Regions from separate parts of the Mus musculus genome. Here region 2 is linked to region 1. A link is a contact called in public promoter capture Hi-C data. All regions are on one chromosome and are shown on one strand. Each heading gives the region's core, a stretch centred on a gene start, on an enhancer-like site or on the middle of the called end of the contact. The rest is flanking DNA. Distances are from core to core; before and after follow the strand shown. Region 1 holds the start of Alox12b (arachidonate 12-lipoxygenase, 12R type). Region 2 holds the start of Kcnab3 (potassium voltage-gated channel, shaker-related subfamily, beta member 3).

Region 1 (6,135 bases), core at 2,083-4,582:
AGCCTGCAGAAATTCAAGGGGTCTAAGAGAAGAAATGCATCTTGTGGCCCTGCCACAGCCACACTTAGGAAGCTCACTCAAGTGGCTAGATGAAGGCTTACAGAAGAGGTGGATGTGTGCAGCAAAGGCAATCGGGTCCTATCCTTCTCCCTCGGGAGCAGCCACACAATCCCCCCAAAGGCAAGGAAGCTTGGCTGTGCTGCCAGCTCTGGAGAAGCCCAGATGCCTGCATGAATAACGAAGTCTTCTATGGGAGCCAGGGAACTCTTGCTGGGTAGAAAAGCCCACTGGGGATAGCAATGAGTCCTGTTAGGAAACTAAAGTATCCCACTGGGGTAACAGAGTCCTCTGAAGCAATATAATGGCAATATATGAAGCAACATATATGTGTATGTGTGTGTATAGTATATATACTATACTCTTATATAGTAATATACTACTAGTATATATATATATGTACATATATATATATATATATATACACTAATATATATGTATGTATTCTTATGTATTCTTAGTGGTTTCCTAGCTGAACATTGTATATATTCATATAATGCTCAGCTAGGAAACCAGTAAGAATATAGCTCAATTGTAAAGTTTCCATCTACCATACATAAGACCCTGAGTTCAAATCCTTAGTATCACAAAAAAAAAGAAAGAAAGAAAGAAAGAAAGAAAGAAAGAAAGAAAGAAAGAAAGGAAGGAAGGAAGGAAGAAAGGAAGGAAGGAAGGAAGGAAGGAAGAAAGAAAGGAAGGAAGGAAGAAAGAAAATCAGGCCAATGAGATTGGCTGCATGGATATAGGCCCTTTCTGCCAAGCTAGATGACTGAGTTTGATCACCAAGATTCCCATGGTAGAAAGAGAGAACCAATCCCCACAAATTGTCCTTTGACCTCCACTATGACAAGGCTTGTCATGGTAGCACACGTCTTTAATCCCAGCACTTAGGAGGCAGAGGCAGAAGGGTCTCTATGAGATTCTCAGTCTACATAGTGAGATCCAGGACATCTGGGACTATAGAGAGAGACCCTTTCTCAAGCAAACAATAAAATCATATTCAAGGGCTTGGTGACCTGGAGAGCTAAGAAACTAGGCTTCTAAGTAGAACACAGATCTGACTGGAACAATGGAGCATCCTATTGTAGAAACAGAATCCTGCTCCAGAGAGCCACAGAGGTCCTTGTAGCACACCAGGCATCCAATAGGAGTCAAGAGAGAGTGAAGCATGAAGGGAAGACTGATCTGATCTGGGAATGCTCTCTGCATGAGCTGATAGTGCTCCCTGGGCCTCAGGATGTGGGAATGGTCTCCCCATGAGCTGATAGTGCTCCCCACATGAGGCTGATAGTGATCCCTGGGCCTCAAGATGTGGGAATAGTCTCTGTATGAGCTGATAGTGCTCCCTGGGCCTCAGGATCTGGGAATGCTCCCTGCATGAGCTGATAGTGCTCCCTGGGCCTCAGGATCTGGGAATGCTCTCTGCATGAGGCTGATAGTGATCCCTGGGCCTCAAGATGTGGGAATAGTCTCTGCATGAGCTAATAGAGCTCCCTGGGCCTCAGGATCTGGGAATGCTCTCTGCATGAGCTGATAGTGCTCCCTGCATGAGCTGATAGTGCTCCCTGGGCCTCAAGATGTGGGAATGCTCTCTGAATGAGTTGATAGAGTTCCCTGGACCTCAGGATCTGGGAATGCTCTCTGCATGAGGCTGATAGTGCTCTCTGCATGAGCTGGTAGTACTCCCTGGGCCTCATACACTTGGGTTCCTTCACTGTGCAGCCCTAAGCTAAGCCCAGAGCAGCAATGGGCACTAAGGCTGGCCATGCCTGATTGACTTGATGGGATCCCGAAGTGGCCAATCTGGAGTAGCTGGGCAAGAGTAAGGAAACTCCCTGCATGGGATGAGGTGGTCAGTGCTGGCTCACCTGTGGCCTCCCGGAGTGCCAGGGTCTCATAGCCATCCATCCACTGGTAAGCTGGGAAGTGGTAGACACGGCAGTCGGGAGCACAGATCTGCACATAGTTGCAGTACCAGGGGTCCTTGGCTAGGAAGGAATGAGGCTCCTTGTGCAGACGGATGATGATAAGCTCCCCCAGGTCCTGCTGGCACTGTACCGTGTAGTCATCCACCTGCACAAAACATGGGGGCTGAGTGACCTGGCCAGTTCCTGAAGGCTTACCCTTTACCTGCTCATGTTAGTAACACTCCCCTGCTGGACTGAGGAGTGCACAGAGCAAGGATAAAGAGAAGGCACAGATGTGAACCCCCTGACTTGGCTGCCCTCTGCTGGGCCCATTTACCCAAGGCAGGGAAAGACCCCTGCCTTATCCATCCTTCCTAAGGTCCCAGTCGCTTGAGGCTGCAGGAGCTATTTAGAATCTTGGGGGCAAAAGAGTCAGCGCCCAGGACTCCCTAGCATCCTGCACTCCTAGACTGGACAGCAGAGTGCCCCCCTGCCCTTCTCCCACTTTTCAAGGAAGATGTAGGAATTCAGAAGTGGCCACACAGATGACGGAGCCTATTCGGATCACACAGGAGCAGAAGGCTATCAAAATCACAGAGTGGCTTCCATTAGGGCAAAGCAAGTCCCCACTGGCCAGGCTGGTCGGATGCCATTTGAAGTCACAGAGAATCCAATGCAAATGGAAGCCAGTTGTGATGCAACGTGGCTGAGGAAGAGTGAGTAAGGATGGGAGAGAGGTGATGGAAAGGCATGAGAATAGAAGAAACCTTAAGGTGTGGAAGAGAACTGAGAGAGGTGGATAAGCTCAAAGAGAAGAGGAGGGGGCAAGGAAAGAAGAGGGAGAAGGATGTATTGGTTGGAAAGAATGAGAGAAGAGTGAGCAAAGAGGATGAATATGTGTGGGGAGAGATAGGAAACCAGTTGGGAGCCCACAGTGTTAGAGTTGTCCTTGGTTCTCCAGTCCCCTGGCCCAGCTCTGGCTGCCTACCGGATACCTCCATCCACCCCAAGCCTCCATCCATCCTGGGTGACGCGTGCGCACTTACCGCCCCCGTGGCAAAGTCTCTCCCAAAGTGGTTCAACCGCTGCTTATGGCTCTCTCCTTGGGTCCCCACGATGGTCAGTGAAATTGAATCCAGCGTCCCCGAAAAGAAGTCAGTGCCCGTGGCCACCTTGACTTTATAGGTGGCCATGGCCGCTCTTCAGGAGCCAAGAGAGGGCTCAATCCCGGACACTATGGCTAAAGCCACACAGTTAGAAACGAGGTAGACAAGGGAAGCCAGACAGCGAAGAGTGATGGAGCAGTCAGTGATGGAGCAGTCAGCGGGAACCACTGTCCCGCGAATGCCTCTGGAGCCGGGAGCAGCTGCTGCCCTTGGCGGGGCGGGAGGGATGTGAGCCTGGCAGATGAGGCGGAGCCGGGCCAGTAGCCCGTGAGCAGGCGTCTGCGCTTGAGACCTATAGGAGCTGATGGGGAGGAACCGCAGGCAGGGCGCTGAGAGGGCGGATAGAAGATGCTGAGGCTGAAGCAGCCTTCAGGGTGTGGGAGCTGTCTAGGCTGAGCCAGGGCCCCAGGGAAGTTGGGGGAGGGGGCGGGGCAGGGCCTTCAGATCTTTATCAAACTAATAAGCTGTTCGCCCCCATTGGCTGCAGCGACAGGCACCCATGCTGAACCTGGCCAAAATCAGAAGTGACCTGCTTTGGAAGGCATGAGGAGTGATACAGACGTGCTGTCCAGTGTCCTGCTTTTGCGTTAGAACCCAGGGCCTGCAGTACACATCAGGAAGAATGTTGAAGCCAGGAGACTAAAGACCACAAGGGACAAGAGATGCAGGGTGGAAGGGTTTGGAGCCTAAAGCCTGTAGCTGCTGCTTCCTTGTTAGCCAGTATCTACTTAGGAGAACCTGGTGTTGATACGCAGAGGACAGTTGAGAGAACAGCTGAGGCAGGAGAATAAGACTAAAGGACTTCAGTTCACTGTAGAGAACATACAGAAAATGTGGGAGACCCTGAGTTCAATCTCCAACCCCCAAAGGGATCAGGCTAAAGTCAGGCACAGTGGTCCACACCTCAACTTCCAGCTACTTGGAGGCTGAGCCAAGAGCCTCTGATGCCTGAGCTACAAAGGAAGACCATCATCTCACAGAGAGAGAGAGAGAGAGAGAGAGAGAGAGAGAGAGAGAGAGAGAGAGAGAGAGAGGAAGAGAGAGGAAGAGAGAGAGGAAGAGAGAGAGAGGAAGAGAGAGAAAGAGGAAGAGAGAGGAAGAGAGAGAGAGGAAGAAAGAAAGAAAAAAAGAAAGAAGGAAAGAAGGAAAGAGAGAGAAAGGAAGGAAGAAAGAAAGAGAGAGAGGAAGGAAGGAAGAAAGAAGGAAAGAAAGAAAGAGAGGGAGAGAGAAAGAAAGAGAGGGAGAGAGAAAGAAAGAAAGAAAGAAAGAAAGAAAGAAAGAAAGAAAGAAAGAGAGGGAGAGAGAAAGGAAGGAAGGAAGGAAAGAAAAGAGGGAGAGAAGGAGAGAGAGAGAATTAAGATTGAAAAAAACTTTTTGTCTTAGATGTGTGGGTGTCTATGTAGGAGTGTCTGTTTACCACTTGGGTGCCTGGTGTCTGCAGAGGCCATAAGGTAGCATTGGGTTCCCTGGAACTGGAGTAAGAGAAGGCTGTGAGCCACCATGTGGGTGCTGGGAATTGAACCCCAATCTTCACGAAGAGCAGCAGTTCTCTTATCTGCTGAGCCATACCAGTCTCCAAATTAAGGTATTTTACAGATAAACACCCTAGAGATTATATATGGAGTGAACTATACCATACATTCAGACATTTCTTATTCCACTGATGCAAAGTTTCAGAACAGACAAAACTTGCCACCTCCTACACAATTCAGTGCTTTTGGAATGGGGAAACCATGTAGGCAGCTAGAATGTTCTCTGCTGATCTGGCTTGTATGTAGGACACTTGACACATTTTACTGTATCTGTGCTGTTCTTCAGTATTGTAAAGAACATACTCTTACCAGGGAAGTCTAAACAAAACAAAACAGAAGTAATATGCTGGTCATGATGGCTCATGCCTTTAATTCCAGCACTCTGAAGGCACAGGAAGGTGAGTAGGTGAATCTCTGTGAGTTCAAAGCCAGCCTGATCTACATAGCAAATTCCAGGTCAGTCAGGACTAGATAGTAGATGCTGTCAGAAAACCAAAAACCAAAACCAAAAACCAGAAACAACAACAACAACAACAACAAAGCCACCAGAATGGATGGAAGGAGATGGGAGCCAGAGATGGTTCGGTGGATAAATGTACTTCCCTGTGAGTCTAATGACCTGATCTGAGTTTAAGTCTCCAGGCCCACATGGTCCAAGGAAAGAACTGAATGATGAAAGTTGACCTCTGACCCCCATACATGAACTCATGAACTATGGCACATACTCTCACATACATGCTCATACATACACATCAAATAAATATCTTTGTTCTTTTAAAGCAGTAAAATTAGAAAAAGCTGGAATGAGGGTTAGGACCCAATGAGGACTGAGTTGGTCAGGAACCTAGCCTTCTCTTATCTCCCTCTTTCTCTCAGTTCCTTCCCTTCACAGCCTAGAGCACACTCTTGCAAGCATCTCAGACTCAAGGGGGCAAAATGACCTTGGGACTTACTGACTAGCAAGATGAGGACAAGCAAGCTTATTTACTCAATATGATTTTGGATCCTAAATAATAATAATAAATAATCTGGAGAAAATAAATTTGAGATAGGAGGATATTGAGACCAAGGGACCAGGACTTGTTTCTGATTTAAAAAAAAAAATTGTAGCAGCTAACAGAGGGCGGAGGGGGAGAGCTGGGGACAGATGGCACCTTGAGGTAAGGAGCAGGGAGCAGGGTCGGAGCTGACAGGAGGAGTGGTAGTGGGAGAGCTGACTTCTGCTCCCACCAGAGAGTGTCTGAGACCCAGGGAGAGTGAGGAGAGAGTCATGTCCCATCTTCTGGAACTTCCCTCTCCTGGTCCACCTCCCAGGGCAGTGCCTGTCAACCAGGAAGCAGGAGTTCTGGTTTCCTCCTGGGTGTCACCCTCCCGTCACCATCAAGGAAAGGTCACACAGTGACCATGCCAACTTAAAACACAAAGAGTCAGACCCTGAGACAAAGAGTAGGTAACTGGTAGTTCCAGGTTAGA
Region 2 (6,135 bases), core at 1,706-4,205, 170 kb before region 1:
GACTCTATGTTTTTCAAGCTTATGTTGACCTCTTCCCAGAAACAGTGCATGTGTTTTGCTGGTCTCTATGAAGGTTCCTGAGAAGAGAAGCTCCAGGGAGGTGGGAAGGCTCTGAGTTGAGCAGCAAATATACTTGTATGAAGCAGACATTTACTTAATGTCAGAAAGTAGTACCGATTGTCACGGGTGCTCGATGGTCATGACCAATTCTGGGCAGTTGGGTAAAGGTTTCTTGGAGGAGCTGACCCTGAGCTAAGTCTTGAAGAAGAATGTTTATCAAATAAAGAGGCAGAGTAGGCAATGTAGACTTCGGCTGCTCCCAACGTAAGGCCATAGGCATGGGATGTGATGTGCTGTGTTTGAAAATACAGCTTCAGGATAAATTTGTTGGTTTTATTTGAATGTGACTGCACAGTAATGTCTAATGACCTCTAATCCAGAGGGGAAAGCATTGTGGGAACTACAACTCCCACAATACACAGGGTGTCTACTAGCCTGAAAAGTTGGAACTTTATTGTTCCCAGAATTCCCAGGTCTCTCTCTTCAAAGAGGGAAACAAGAATCCCTGATGTTCTCTCAAGCTGCCTTCCAAATATAACTTTACTCTTTCACCCCAGTTCTTACTTTCCTGCCGCGTACACTTCAGCAGTGTCAAACAGGTTTACGCCGTGCTCATAGGCAACTGTCAGGAGATCTTCTGCTGTCTAGGGAGGCGAGAAAAAGTTGAAGATGAACGGTTGCCCTTAGTGACTTCCCTGCCTGCATCTTAACCCACAGCACTTCAGCCCTGGTCCCCACATTTTCTCTCCTTTGCTCATCCTCTAGCTTCAGGTCCTTTACCCTGCCCCCAGGCTCATCCAAATCCTTTTCTTATTCCCTCGCCACAACCACCTGGACCCTGTTTCTAGGTCCCATCACATATACCTCATCTGAGATCTGAGAGCCAAACGTGACCCAGGTACCTGCAAGAGAGAATTCAGACCCGTGAGAACTGTGGGAGACAGGCCGTAAAATCGTGCCCCTTTTCCTCAGTTTCTGTTCTAACTCACCAAGGCCAAGACAGGACACCCGGAGCCCAGACTTCCCTAGGTTCCTGCAGGATACAGAAGCAGCAGGAAAGGATGAAGCCTCCACTGGGGACTTGGATTATCAGTCCCCAGCTCCTGTCCTTCCAAGCCCTCAAGGGTCTCAGTCCAAAGAAACCAAACCCAGTGGGCTGATGGGGCGGACAGTGCTATCCCATAGCAGAGGCCCTAGGAATATTGTTGAAAGAACAAGTGAACAAAGGCGATTGACCCTAGAGCCACTGTTCAGTGCCTCCGTTCCCTCCTATTATCTCTGCCTTCTGGTTTCCTCTTCCTGGGTGAGGTCCTGCCTGTGTCTGAGTCGTCTCTGTGATGCGTGGAGTAGTGGGATTTGAAAAATGTGGCTGATTGTGGTGACATGTAAACCAACTCAGGCACGTTGATGAGGTCAGTAAAGGCAGCAGCAGGGATGGGGGGGGCTTTGACAGGAAAGTCCAGCTCTCTCTCTTCCTCTCTTCATTGACCTCTGAGATTGAACTAGAGACCCTCCTTCTTTTTCCAAGGCACAGATTAAACAGCCCTACTTCCTAGTCAGGGCTGCTACAGGGAGAAGATTGGATACTTCGGAGGACAAAGGTGGGTCACATTAATGACCTCAGCTCATTCCCAAGCAAAAGTGCTCCCCACCCTCCTTCTGAGAGTCTCTGGCCGGTAGTCCTCTGAGTTAAAAGTAAAATTTTCACAACCCTTCCCGCCAACTCTTGTCTTACAGCATGAGGGCGAAAGATGTGGTCCATCCTTTCAAATGTCCCTTCCCTCTCTAGGGCCCTGATCCTACCCTGGAAAGGTTGAGGGAGACTGGCTTCGGGGCTGGTGGGGGCAATATCTGGGTCAGGCGCCCCAACCGGCCAGAGTGAGATGCTGTTTCCCTCCCTCCTCTCCCCAGGACGCCAACCCAAGGACACTCCATTGGAGGGGGTGGGGGGAGCAGCCTGGAGATCCAGGCGTTCCCCGCTTTTTTACGGGTAAGGAGGACAACTCAGGGGCATCGTTTAGGTATGACAGGACTCTGTCAACCTTGGTAAACTTGATTTCAAAGTTGGGGGAACTAACAGAGGAAGAGAGTGAGTGCGTGTGAGAGAGAAGAGGGGGGGGTGAGCCAGACCTTTAAGCTAAGTTTGAAGGGGTCTTAGGCGGCTAACCCAGAAAGCCTCAGGGGTCCCAAAAGAGGAGCATATGGATAGGCTGCCCGGCCACCCCATACCTGTATTTCATGCCAGTGCCTCGGCCGGTGCTCTCTCGAAGGGCCCCAGCAGGTGCTGGGGGTCTAGGGACCACTGCAGCTCGTGACTTCGAGCTCGGTCCTCCACCCCCCGGAGGGTTCCCATGCCCTCCGCCCACTGGCCCTCCATTACCGCCCCCAGGACCGGGCCGGGGTCCACAGAGACGGTCCTCACTGCTCCGGCTGCGAAGGTTCTGCTCGGTACACGCGATAGACACCTGCATGCCGGATGGCCAGGGCGGGGGAGGGGGCTCCGAGGGAGCGGGAGGAGGGAGCCGGGAAGTCCGAGGGCAGACACCGGTGTGGTGGTAATAGCGCGATCGCAGGGAGAGCGGGAAGGCTGAGAAGGCTGCAGCTAGAGCCGCCAAACGGGATCGGGCCCGCGGGGGCGGGCTGTTGGAGGTCGCGGGTCTTGCGGTGGGAAAGGAAAACCGTGGGGTCGCCCGGAGTGGTGGGTATTCGGGTGCTGGGAGCTGTGATGAAGGGATTGGGAGGATAAACGGGTAAGGATAAAGAAAAGTCGAGGACGGTCTTCAAGGATAGCTACCCAGGAACAAGGGGTAGCAAAAGACGGGTGCCACTTCAGCTGGAACCGCTGCGGGACCGCTGTGCTCCCAGCCGCGTCGGCAGCAAGCCCAGCTCATTAACATTCAGGCCACGCCCCTTCATCTGCATGGAGCCGCCTGCCTCTGAGTAGAACACGCTGCTCATCTGCATAAGCTCCGCCTGCAGAAGCTCCAGAACTTAAATAATCAGTGTGCCTTGCCCAGAACATCCCGTTTTAGGAACGGGGTTCTCACTTTCTGTACTTGAATCGTGTCCGCTTTCATTCCGGTCAGTGGTGTGCACTCGAGAGGGCGTTTTTTGTTCCCCGAGAAAACTAGATTTGGAGACATTGTCACAGCTAAAGGTAAGACAGGATGTGTGTACTACATCTATCAAGTGGTAGCAAAGGTTGCTGCTAAAATTCTAAAACACAACAAAGTATCCAGCTCGAGAGAAATCTGCTGGGAAAACCTCTTTATAGGCTTCAGGGATGTGTGGCTACCCTAGTTCTCATTTTTGTGTGAGTCACACTGGGAGGGGCCACAGGAACTCACACTCAGGCAGCAGAGGGTGACAAAAAGTTTATTCAGTTTATTCTGTGTTTCTCACAGAGTCAAGCAGGGATAAAACTGGCGTAGACTCCTGTGAGCTTCATTCTTATGACTTGAAGGCAGTGGGTGGTAGGCCTTCGGGGGAAAGCTCTCGGAGACAGGTAGATGGAAGGGCTCTCAATGTAACAAGTGAGATGGGCCCAGGCAGTCACAGGTTCTTCTGAGGGGTGAGGTAGATGTTTCAGCCAGCTCTGGCAGAGAAGAAGGGCAAAGATCGGACATAGGAGTCTAGCCGGGATCGAAAGAGCTCACTTTGCACAGTTTGTCCCAGCGGGCACAGAGGATTCTTCACAACAAACTCCACATACAGCTGCGAAAAGGAGGGTGTGTGAGCCTGATGTGAGACACTTTTCATTTTCAATCTCAAACATGGTGTAATCTCGAGAATATAAGAATACACGGGTGGGGTTGGGGTGGAGAGAGCTCAGGAATTAAGAAAGCATACTACTGCTTTTGCAGAGGTTAGTCAGAGCCTAGCACCCATGTTGGTCAGCTCACAACTGCCTGTAATTCTCCAGAGGATCTGTCCTCCACAGACACTTGTGCTCATGTGCACACATACCCTCTACACAATACATATAATTAAAATAAGAAATACATCATTTATAAAAAAAAAACCCAAAAACCTGCACAAGCTCTCCCTTAGAGAAGCTATTACTGTTTAAGGAGCTAAAGGCTCTGGAGAAAACTGAGTTCAACAGGGATGTGATACAGAAGGATAAGGGCAGAAAACCCGAGGGACTCCTAGGGCTCTAGGAGGAAAAGGGTTCCTCTACTGACACTGACCGCACTGTAGATATGGTGTAGAACATCTCGGATAGGGCCCACGCCCAAGTCAGTATTCATGACAACCTTGATTCCAGTGGGAGTCTCGTAGTAATGGAGTTTGTAACGGCTAGTTTGGAAAGACAGAAAGCCATCCTTCCTGCAGAAATGAGTATTCAGACAGGAGTGAAATCACTCCCAAAGAAATATTTGTGATGCCCTCAAGGTCAACTCCTTCCTATTCATATAGATAGTTTGTAGCAGGTTCATTGAGTAAAAACACCTCCGGTCATCCCCACCCCCGATGTAATTGCAACTGCCTTCACTCTCTCCCCACTTTCAGACCATTCCTGTATCCGCTCCTGCCAGCTTCAAGATTCTCGATCCAGATTCAGCCTCTCTAAAACACACCCTCCCCTCTTTGGGGCCACACGCCACTTCCATTCCAAAACAATATCTCCTGTTCCCAAGGCTGGCTAGCTAGCCCTCCCTTCAACACCCCTCTAAAACCACCGTACATGTCTAGCGGGGACATCTTGCTGACAAACGAACGAATGGAGAAGAGCATTCCATACATCAGCTTGTACTCCTGGAGGGAGAGGTGGTAGAATTAGATCTCGGTTATGGAGGGGGGACAGGATGGGAATAGGAAGGACTTGGGATTTGGAGGAAGAGGACTGGACTGGGACTATGTGCATTTGGGGATTCGCTGGGACCCTCCGATCACCTCTTCCTTAGGGATCCCTGCTTGCTTCTTGCGGTGCCACTCGCTGTAGTGTAGACACACTCCATTCCGGTCAAAAAGGTACAGATTGTGGACAGTCATCTGCAAGATAAAGAGCCTCGCTCAGTGGCTGGTACCCAACTCTCTAGAACCTGATTCTTCAGCCAGGTGGGAACCCCACCCCCGGACTCACCGGAATTGCTCTGAAAGAGGGTGACAAGCTACTTCCGGTTTATAAAGCCCAGCTGGGTCGTAAGCGGCAACCTCAAGAACCCTTAACTCCGCCCCGATAGTCTTACTAGACTCCGCCTCCCTCCTGAAGCCAATCCGTGGTCGCCGATGCCGCGCGCATGCGTGCCCACGTTCCCGGGCCTCTGAAGCCCAGTGATGTGCGGGGAGCTTGGTCTCGCGGGCGGGTGACGTAATTCGGTTGGAGGCGGGATTGCAAGCGGTGGGCGGGAGGCTGCCAACGGTTTTGCAAGCTAGTGTCGCGCTAGGGAGGTTGGCCTTTGGTCTTTCTCTGTGGAGGTTATGGGGCTTGGGGGACAGTCCTCCTCATCTTGGGAAACCAGGGCCGACATGCTCAGAGTAGTCGGAGCCAGGTGGTTGCGGTAGAGAATACCAGGCGGCTGGTTGCCGGGTGTATGTCTGTGCGCGCGCGCGCCCCTTTTATTGAGATTTCTTAGGGTGGGATAGGGAGGAATTCTATGGACCTCTGCTGTGGCTTTTTTTTTATCAGGAAGGATTAGAGGGGAAATCCGAGGAAGTCGACTCTGGGTGGGACAGGTGAAGAAAGGGCGAAACGGGGGTGTTGTGGCATTGAAGTCTTGCCTCTTTCTTCACTAAAACCAATTGGGGGACATACATTGGGCCAGCTTTGGTTTGAGGTCTGTTTCAGTTTGCACATTTTGAGTGTGGGGAAAAAAAAAAGCTAACCATGGTTAACCCGTGCCGAAACTGATTTGCAATTTCCAGGACCCTAGTTAGGAGGAAGGAACTGCAGCGGTTCTGTCTCCCTGCATGCAGGTCTTCTGACCATTCCCCTGACTTTCTGCCTTGCACATCCGCTTTTAACCGTTCCCAGGAGTTGGGAGAAAGAATGTGTTTGCCCTCTCCATGGTCTCTGGAGTCAGTGGACACTCCTCTAACCAGAAAGCTCATTTGTTGAGGACCCAAAGTGTC

Evidence for each region. Promoter capture Hi-C pulls out the DNA fragments that hold promoters and counts their contacts.
Region 2: a promoter capture Hi-C map of embryonic stem cells shows a contact between it and region 1. The contact joins the promoter of Kcnab3 here to the promoter of Alox12b in region 1. A contact is called at or near these places in 11 of 39 promoter capture datasets (the C10 cell line, the HPC-7 cell line, cranial neural crest and 7 more), 2 of 115 datasets of contacts at active chromatin or transcription factors (both in embryonic stem cells) and 3 of 9 other capture datasets (adipose tissue, liver and pancreatic islet).

What each region holds. Positions count from the first base shown.
Region 1 is chr11:69,154,269-69,160,403 of GRCm38.p6, reverse strand. Alox12b (arachidonate 12-lipoxygenase, 12R type) reads right to left here and starts at 3,332. Exons shown (of 15, transcript NM_009659.2): 1 at 3,011-3,332; 2 at 1,926-2,130. The coding sequence starts at 3,157.
Region 2 is chr11:69,323,078-69,329,212 of GRCm38.p6, reverse strand. It overlaps Kcnab3 (potassium voltage-gated channel, shaker-related subfamily, beta member 3), which reads right to left and starts at 2,955. Exons shown (of 14, transcript NM_010599.4): 1 at 2,290-2,955; 2 at 1,050-1,093; 3 at 925-962; 4 at 625-704. The coding sequence starts at 2,531. It overlaps Trappc1 (trafficking protein particle complex 1), which reads right to left and starts at 5,227. Exons shown (of 5, transcript NM_001024206.2): 1 at 5,147-5,227; 2 at 4,957-5,055; 3 at 4,748-4,818; 4 at 4,251-4,389; 5 at 3,420-3,774. The coding sequence starts at 5,055. The coding sequence ends at 3,646. It overlaps Cntrob (centrobin, centrosomal BRCA2 interacting protein), which reads left to right and starts at 5,340. Exons shown (of 19, transcript NM_172560.3): 1 at 5,340-6,135.